Regions from separate parts of the Callithrix jacchus genome. Here region 1 is linked to region 2. Evidence: chromatin contacts called from public Hi-C data. All regions are on one chromosome and are shown on one strand. Each heading gives the region's core, a stretch centred on a gene start, on an enhancer-like site or on the middle of the called end of the contact. The rest is flanking DNA. Distances are from core to core; before and after follow the strand shown. Region 1 has its middle 81 kb from the start of TM2D1. Region 2 has its middle 23 kb from the start of NFIA.

Region 1 (4,097 bases), core at 179-2,678, 610 kb after region 2:
AAAAATATTTGTTAATCCTGAGTGGTGAGTACAGAGATGTCTCTCATTTTCTGGTTTTCTGTATTTGGAATGCTTCACAACTTTAAAAATTGTTTTTTCTAAAGCAAAAAAAAAAAAAAAAAACTAAAGAAGTTACCAGGTGTTCAAATTCTAAATGAAGAAATGAGAAGGAATGGGGAAAATTGCACCGCATTTTTCTTTTTCAGGGGTAGTAAGTTGAAGAAAATGCTGAACTGCAGTTGCATTGAAGGGACAATGATCTAGGGGGTCCCTGGGAGCAATATTCCTATTCCACTGAAGGAGGTGAGCCAAGATACTTATAAGCTCTAGAGAACCTTTAACACAGGAAGCTATTTATCATAACAAGCTTGGTTGATACTGTTCCCATACTGAACCAATTAGGTTCGCCTATTTCGTCATACTTCATAACTTGGGATGATAGGTTTCCAAGTATGGTACAGTGTAGTAATTGAATTTTGATCAAACACACATGGCCCATAACCCAGTATGTGAAATTTTCAGAACAGTTCACAGCTTTTAAATATCCAGTCAACATGTTGCCAAAAGTACAGGATGTACTTGAGGCAAGCGGGAGAGAAAGGGGAGGGCTGAATCTTGGTAGAGCTGTAAAACAAATATTTTTGTTCTTGTTCTCTTCTTATTTTTCAAATAGCGGTGGGGAAGGGCCATGGGATATCATATCAAAACTCAAGTCTTCCCTTTGCTTGCCCCATGTGCATAAACATCCTTGAGTCTCATTTCAAATTAGCGTTTTCTTTGCATGAAACTATTTTCATGTCACAGGCCTGTTACATATGACCTGCTAGCATTCTCCTTCTGGCACTATCCAAAAAGTATTTCTTGACAACCTACTATATGTTAGGCTCTGGGTCTATTGTGAACAAAGACACATGATCCCTGTCCTCATTTGATCTACTGTGGATGAAGAGACATCAAATACGTACAAACATCAATAATTTTTATAATTGCAACTGCTAATAAGTAACACAAAGGAAGAAGAGGGCATCCGGAGTAACAATAATGAGGATGCGATTTATCCGGAAGGGATGAAGTGGAGAGGAGAAGCATGGGCTGCATTTCCAAGGAAGTGCCATGTGAGCTGACTTCTGAAAGATGAGAAGTGATTCAAGAGAGTGAACACGGAGAGGAAGTATTCCCAAAAGAAGTAGGCAAGTAAGCATATGGATAGGCCATGAAGTAGGCAAGAGTTTGGCAAGTTCAAGGACCTGAAGTCTAGTATATTCAGTGAGAGAGGCGCTAAAAAGATAGTGGCGGCCAGACCACACAAGGCCATGCAAAGGATTATGCTAAGTGCAGTCACTGAAAGCTGGTAAGCCAGGGAATGACATGATGGGAGGCAGGCAAGACTAGAAGCAGAAAGACTAACTAGAAGGCTTTGGCAATTGCCCAGCTGGGAAGTGATAATGGCTTGGAACACAGCAATAGCAAGGATGGAGAATGGTGGGCAGATCCGGGAGATATTTTGGAGAAGAACTGACATGATTTGGTGGTAACTGAATGTGGGAAGTGAGGGAAAGGGAGGCTCCGAGGACATTTTCAGGTTTCTAGCTTGAATGACTTAATGAATCAAGTCTAATGAATAACACCTTGTTAGTATAACTCACAAGGCTACACTGAAGCAGTATGAGAACTGCACAACTTTCACAAGCTCCCATGCCTGCGGGGGTGTGCTGCTCTCTTTGGATTCTGTAGGAACAGAGGCATCAATCAGGTGCTGGGAATACAGAAATTTTCCACCAACGTGCTCATCAAACTTTCCTTTACCATACGCCAGAAGAATGTCTCTGAGCTATGAACCTCAGACTTTAATATAAACTTTAAAATCTTACTCTCAGCTCTGTGGACATGGTTATAGGAAAGCCAGAAGTAAACAAATTGTCCCTTGGAAATTGATGAAAAAACCAAGCATATTTCTTTATTTACTCAACAGATTTTACTGAGCATCTTTAGTTGAGAAGTATGAGGTAAATTAGATATGTTCCCTGCCTGAGCAAAGAGTATATTCTAGTAGAGGAGAAAGAGGCATAACAAGATGGGCATAACACAGTTATGCAGTATGTAGTATGTTACAGAGATCCAGCAAGAGAGTGGCATTTAACAGATGATGGGGCGGGGAGATCAGTGCACGGGCATGGCTATGAAAGACTTCATAGAGGTGGTATTTGAGACAAGCTTTGAAAGACCAACTAGAGTTCACTAAGCAGAGAAGAGGATGGGGGAGAATTTCCCAGAAGAAGAAACAACACAAAGGTATGAGGGTCCTGACAACCACTGGATATTTGGGGCTAAAGGGTAAAATAGCAGGTGTCCGACTCCAGATTAAAATATCATCCCTCTATTCTGAAATCTGAAAAATACTAGCAGCTTGATTTATGTGCAGTCACGTGTGCCTACATAAAGTCGTGTAGGCTCAAACCAACAAGGACCTCTCGATGTGACTATGTCTGAATAGGGCAGCGTTCATGGGAGCTTTGAGTTTACCTATCCAGGCGGGAGAACCTCTTTCCTGAAATTCATAAGCAGCCCCACAACTCGGCCAAGGTTACAGGACCCAGATTTCTGAGGTGCCTAGAAAGACGTGGCAGTGGCCCAGGGTGATGCTTATGTGAGCTGGTGATGCTTATGTGGGCAGGCGAATGCACACAATAGAATGTCTGTGACATTTCACCTCATTCTGGCAAACTGGTGCAGCTGCCCTTGTACAACAAACAGGAAGGCATAGTGAGTGGCCACCAGCAAAAACAAACAAAACAACTGTGTGCGTGCGTGTGATCTTTAAATTTTAATAGCTACTCAGACAGTCCTCAGAGAAGGAATTGGCAGCTTCGGCCTCCAAGACGGCTCCCCCACCTGTCTCCAGGCACTGCAAACACAGCTGTGTAAGAAGGAGATAGTTAACGCTTCCAAGGAAAGACACAGTGCAGTCTTGGGGGTGGGGTGATGATGAGAGCACCTTTCTGGCAGACCCACGTGGGATAGGGCCTGTCCAGCGACCGCAAAAATAATCGAGCAGGACGTGGTCAGGCTGTTTATAAAACTTCATTTTAAGTAAAATCATTGGAGATCCAACTCAAGGGCCAGTTTAAACCCATGTTTTAAAAGGATGAGACAGCACCCAACTCACGCTCAAGGGAGAACGAGGTAGCACGCATTCTGGCAAGACGCACCCTCAGGTGTGCTCCCTGTAAAGGCGATGTATGCGCTGTCATAGAACTTGTAGTTCCTCACACAAAACACAGGACTTCCTGGGAAAGTGCCTAGAAACTTCTTTATCTGTATTTCCCCAGGCTGCAAAGTGCACACACTTTTAAAGTTCAACTCTTAAAAAAAAAAAAGTCAGCAGAGGCAGGATTTCAACAGACGCCGGTCCAAATGCTAGCAATTCTAGAGCGGTCAGTGGTTTGCCGCTCCCAAAAGTAACGGGGGAAATCAGAGGAAGGAAAGAAGTCGTTTTCGAAGATGAAAACCAAAGCAAGGAGGTATTTTTGGTATCATTTTAATCACAAAATAGCACGAATGCGGTCTGTGCCTGTGCGCTACCCAAACGTCGATTTGAATACCACTGAACGCTAGTTTGAAAATTTCCATTTTTGTAATTTGCTTTCTTTTGTTAAGCCAAGACTTGAGAGAAACCTGGCAGCCGTCTCCAAGTCTGGCACGATTTCACCTCAGACGCACTCGGTTGGTTTGGATGTTGAGGGAGACCGCACAAGAGCGAGGGAGAAGGAGGAAGAGAGAGCTGGAGAGCAAAGCTACCGCTCGGCGGCCGCCGCAGAGAGCAGGCCCGGGCCTCTCAGCCAGGGGATCTGGCTCCACCTGCAGGAATCAGAAGGCAGACCTAGAAGACGCCGAGGCGTCTGCAGAAACCCGGTGAGGGCTGGGGAGAACTTTGGTAATTCCCTAGAGAATTGCCTTGCAGGTAGAAATGGGGGTGAGTGGAAGTGGTAAGGATTGGGAAGCAGGGGTTTCCATGTCCAGATCACCCACAGTCATATCAGATTCAGCGATTCATGTCTGGAGGAGAAAAGATATCATGTCACCTCCAATGACATAGG
Region 2 (4,626 bases), core at 104-2,603:
ATTCCCACAATGACTCTGTCAGAGAGGTACCACTCTTCCCTCTTTTGAGAGACTCGGAGAGATTAAGTAACTTGTCCGAAGCCACACGGCTATTCTCAAGGAAACATAATGCATCCCATGAAAATAGCCTGGAGTCGAGATACAGGAGTCAAAGCGCAGCCAAAATTGTCAGGGTGCAAACCCTGCTTGTCCAATCAGAGCTGCTACTTCTGTGGTACTGGAATCCCCCAATTTCTGAAATTAACACCCAGTTCTCCACTCCCCAAAAGCATATGCTCAGTGCCCTCAGGGCTCTTGCTGTTGCCAACAGACTTATAACTCGACAGACTCAGCAGCTGAGAGATGGCTGTGGACACAACAGGCCTTGCTGGGCTTGCTGGGAAGGGGCCACGTTACCCCTGCAGGCGCGTCTCCTTCTCCCTCCTGCTATTTAGAACTCGCCTGTAGGTGGCGCCCTGCTTCACTCAGGGGACCTTGGAAGGCGAGGACACGGGTCACCAGCTGCCTCCCCTAAAGGCCAATTTAAGTTGTCCCCTGGCTTGAACTCAGCAGGAACCTCGGGGATGTGGACGTGCCCCCCTCCCCCGGCGCTCTTCCTCTCCCAGCCCCCTGCCCTCGGCTCTCCCGGGGCTGGCGGGGCCCACGCTTCCTCCAAGGTCTGGCTCCGCGGCGCGATCTCCAAGCGCTGGGGCCGAGCCTGGCGCTCTGGGGCGGCGCTTCGGTGCCCGACCCTCGGCCCGGCCCGCGGGCGCCGACTCCGCTCCCCATGGGACCCGCTTAGCCGGCCGCTGTAGCGGGGGTGGAGGGATGGGGGGCTGTGACCCCCGTGAGGGCTGGCGGGGCGGGGCAGCTTTAAAAACTTCTGAAAGGCCTCGTTCAAAGCCTCAAAGGACAGAACTTGGGCCGGAAGGCGGTTTCCACGGAGGGGCCTAAAAAGGGGGCTACGGGTGCACCTGCAGGGCCAGGAGCCGCGGCCTGGAGGGGGGGGCAGTCACCGATAGCGCCGAGGCCCCCAACCCCCGCCCCGCATTCGCCGTCCCTCGGAGCCGCGGCGGCCCCGCCCGGGCCTTGCGCTTTCATCCTCCCCACGGGACGGCGGCCGCGCGGGGCGGGGGCGGCTCTGGCCGGCGCGCTCCCCGCGGGGTCTTCCTTCCCTCCGGCCCCTCCCTGGGAACCCGAGATTTCACCGCAGAGCTGAACTCCCGGATTTTAACCCCAACCCAGCCGGGCGGGAGGCCGCTGAGAACCGGGCGTCGGGACCGCGGAAGCGTCCCCTGTCACCTCCTAGCACCCCACAGAGCCCCGGGGAGGGTGAGGAGGAGGAAGACCGGGAGGAGGACCCTCGCCGGGGGGGCGAGGAAGGGGCGTTCGGGGTCGCAAAACGCGAATCGGAGCGGCCCCGGCGGCGTCTGGAGTCGCCGCGCCCGCCGTGCCACCTCGGGCAGGTGGGGAGGGACAGCCCGGTCGCCGTCAGCCAGGGCAGCTCCGCCGTAGACGTCGAGCGGACGCGGTCCCGCGCGCGGCCGGAGAGCCAGCTAAGGGGCTTTTCATTAGCGCCGCATTAGGACACTCATCTCCAGAGTCCTTCCCGTGGAGGCTCTTGAGTGAATTAGGTAAATGATTTGCTCCATTTGTAGTTTCTGAAGATATTTTCTCAGCTCTCCTGCCATTGAGCGCTTTAGCCGGGGAGCAGATGTGTGGGGGCCTCCTCCCCACTACCTAGGGTCTCACTCGGTGACAATTGCTGAGTGAGTCAGTGAGGACATGTGGGGAAAGGTAAAACTGGAATTGAGCAAAGCTGAGTAATTTAGCTAAGAAAGAAAAATCGCTACTGAAAATAGAGTAGTTCAAGAATAAACTACGTAAAGTCTATCAGTTTGCTTGGAGTCCTGTTCCTTGATCTGAGAAAGTAAAATCCATCAGAGTTGGGAGTCCCTCCCCCACCGCGAGACACACCCCCCCCCCACACACACACACACAAAATTAGCACTTACTACACTTTATCTAAGTTATTGAAAGACTTCTTTTAGTGAATTTTAAGAAGCAATTGTGGTTGACATTACAGGCAGCAAAGGTTTGGGGAACAGACGGGCAAACTTCCTAAGAGCTTAGCTGCAACACTAGCTCTCAAATTTAGTGTCAACTTTTATTTTAAAAAATAAAATAGGGTGGTGTTTTTATTCATCTTTTATATTTCAGGAGGTAGGGAACACAGAAGGAAAGAGACTGAAGGGAAAACAGGGCGCTGGAAACAAAAAGATAAAGGCGAGATTAACTGTAACATTCTGGTCTTCAGCAAGTCCCAAGCTGGAGTCCTAAAGCACTGCACATTTCTGGTAGCGCTAACTCTAACCAGAATATTGGCCGGCCTGGTCTCTAAGTGCGTCCTAAGAAAAAACAGATTGAAGCAAAATAGTTTTGTTCCCTTTTGTGAAGTTCTAGCACTTGCTTCATGTGGTAGTCCCAGCGGAAAAGGGAGCCCTCCGGCTGCGGGTGGCCTGAACTGAATTTGCTGCTTGAAAATCGGCAGGTGTGCGCAGTGTTTGCAGCGCTGGAGCCGGGACCTGATGAGTAACAGCAAGAGGGCTCAACCGCAGGACATCCCGGGTACCTAACGCCGGCATTTAAGCCGACAGGGACTGGCGCGTCGGAACTATCCTTCCGACACTAGAAAGCCCAGAGACGCATGTCCTACCACCTTGCCCACTTTGTACTGGGCATCCTCGGTAAACAGAATGAAAGCCACATGTTTATCCCTTAAGATTAAAATGTAACCTTTAGAATACTCCCTATTCCGGGGTTAACAGCATGTCAAGGGCTCAAAGGCAAGCTTGAATTGCATATAGGAGAAGGTGCAAAAAGGGCAAGAAACTTTGTAAAAGTTGTAATCAGTATTCGAAGAGATAGTTTCAGATGGTGCTACATAATGGCATGGTAACAGGAGGACCAAATATGCTTAGAGGGCATTCGTGTTCTCAGAAAGGGGTTGAGGGTAGAAGATTGGTGCACTGTGGTTTGAAGGTTTAGAGAAAGCAGCCTTATCCTCATGAAGCTGGGAGGCTCTACTTTCTCCACAAAGTACCCAACGTTTTTCACCCAAGAAATACCGGGATCCAAGACCTTCTCAGGCTCTTTCCCGACCTGAGGAATCGCAAAACTTGCAAACTCTGCAGCTTTTCTCTTGAGTTCATTTTAAAACACAGGCGCCATGAGCTCAAAATAATTAAGGTGGCTGTTTCCCCGAGACAACAAACCAGGCACAAACCCACACCTTCGTCCGCACTGGCACCGACAGTCCGACTCTGGGGCCACTCACTGCCAGTTAAAGAACAAGAGCCTATCCACTTCAAGTGCGGGAGCAAGCTTGATTCAGGGTGCAAACATATGCCCGCGAAACACAAATGGGGGGTACTTAATTCTGGGTGCCGGAGGGAACAGTTACTCCAAAAGAAGTCCGAAGGCTTCCAGTAATCAATGAAAAACAGCCCTGAAGGTCTGCAACCTGTCAGCTCCGGGCGTCACCACTCCATCCCATAGCCCCACAGCATTGAGTACTGTGTTTCAAAAATCGGGAAGTGCTGGGGTTTCGTTGGGGCTGGGTCCTGCCTTCCCCCGTCTTCCTCCCTATTGGGCCCTCTCTGTAAGAGGATTTGCTTTTCCGCGCTTCGCTGGCAGGTCGTTTTTAGGAAATCTTGCTTCTGCAAAACGTTTTAACATGGTAATATACTGCAGTCTTATTAAGGCCCCCTCCAGAAGCGGGTGAAAGGGGCTCTGTTTTCCCGAAAGATTCAAGAACTCCACTGTCTGAGCAAGACTGGCCCAAGGAAGGCTTGGATTGACTCCGCTATCCACTTAAGTGAAGACAGTTATTTTTGTGGTGGTGGTGTTTTTGGTTTATGTTTGTTTGTTTTTTGTTTTTGTTTGGTTGGTTTTGGTTTTGAACGCCTAGGAGATTTAAAATTCACATAATCCTCCCTCCAAAAGGAGAAAAAAAAAAAACATTGAACTTGTTACCTTCATTATAAGCTACCCCAGAACAAGCTGAGAGGACAGACTGCTGAGCTGGTGGACCACGAATTAATGTGGAGAGGCCACCCGGGCTAGGTTCCCGAAGCTCAAGGACGCAAAAGAAAGGCGACAGAAGTTTCTCACAGGTCACTGTTAGGGAGAGGGGCAGCGCACGGAACCCCTTTTATTTAAAGTTCAGTTGTGTTGGGCATCTGATCCAGGACAACTCGCCCAGGAGCCCGGCGGATTTCGGCTGCCACCATGAAAGTCAGAATCGGTTCTGCCGCGTCGCCCACTCATTCCCGTTGGGATGCGCCAGGCGGGCGACAGAGAAGGGGGCGCGACGCGGGGTCAGCCACCGGGCCAGAGGGCGGCGCCCGGCTGCAGCGCTCCGCGGCCTCCTCCTGCAGCCTCGCGGTCGTGACCTTGCCGAGCAGCTCCTGCGCCTCCGGCTCGGTCCCTGCACCCGCCCTCACTTCAGTCCCTCTCAGGGCCTGCAGTAGGAGATCCCCGTCGTCCGGGTGGGTGGCGATGGAGAGCAGAACTGAATTTATTTACTCTCAAATTCCCCCAGAAGCTCTGAAACGGGAAAAGTCCGCGGGCCGCCAGGGACAGTAA

The links. Hi-C and Micro-C count contacts between places; a contact is called where the count stands out from the background.
Region 1: a Hi-C map of skeletal muscle shows a contact between it and region 2, with 7 times the contacts expected there. The contact joins two enhancer-like sites. A contact is called at or near these places in 2 of 3 Hi-C or Micro-C datasets (both in skeletal muscle).

What each region holds. Positions count from the first base shown.
Region 1 is chr7:98,726,078-98,730,174 of calJac240_pri, forward strand. No RefSeq gene overlaps it. Among named protein-coding and RNA genes, the nearest start is that of TM2D1, 81 kb to the right of the region's middle. Within about 2 kb of position 1,429, at least 3 of the 16 cell types and tissues checked have an H3K27ac peak or open chromatin away from gene starts, as enhancers often do. A contact at or near this core is called in skeletal muscle, where this site is marked.
Region 2 is chr7:98,111,753-98,116,378 of calJac240_pri, forward strand. No RefSeq gene overlaps it. Among named protein-coding and RNA genes, the nearest start is that of NFIA, 23 kb to the right of the region's middle. Within about 2 kb of position 1,354, at least 13 of the 16 cell types and tissues checked have an H3K27ac peak or open chromatin away from gene starts, as enhancers often do. A contact at or near this core is called in skeletal muscle, where this site is marked.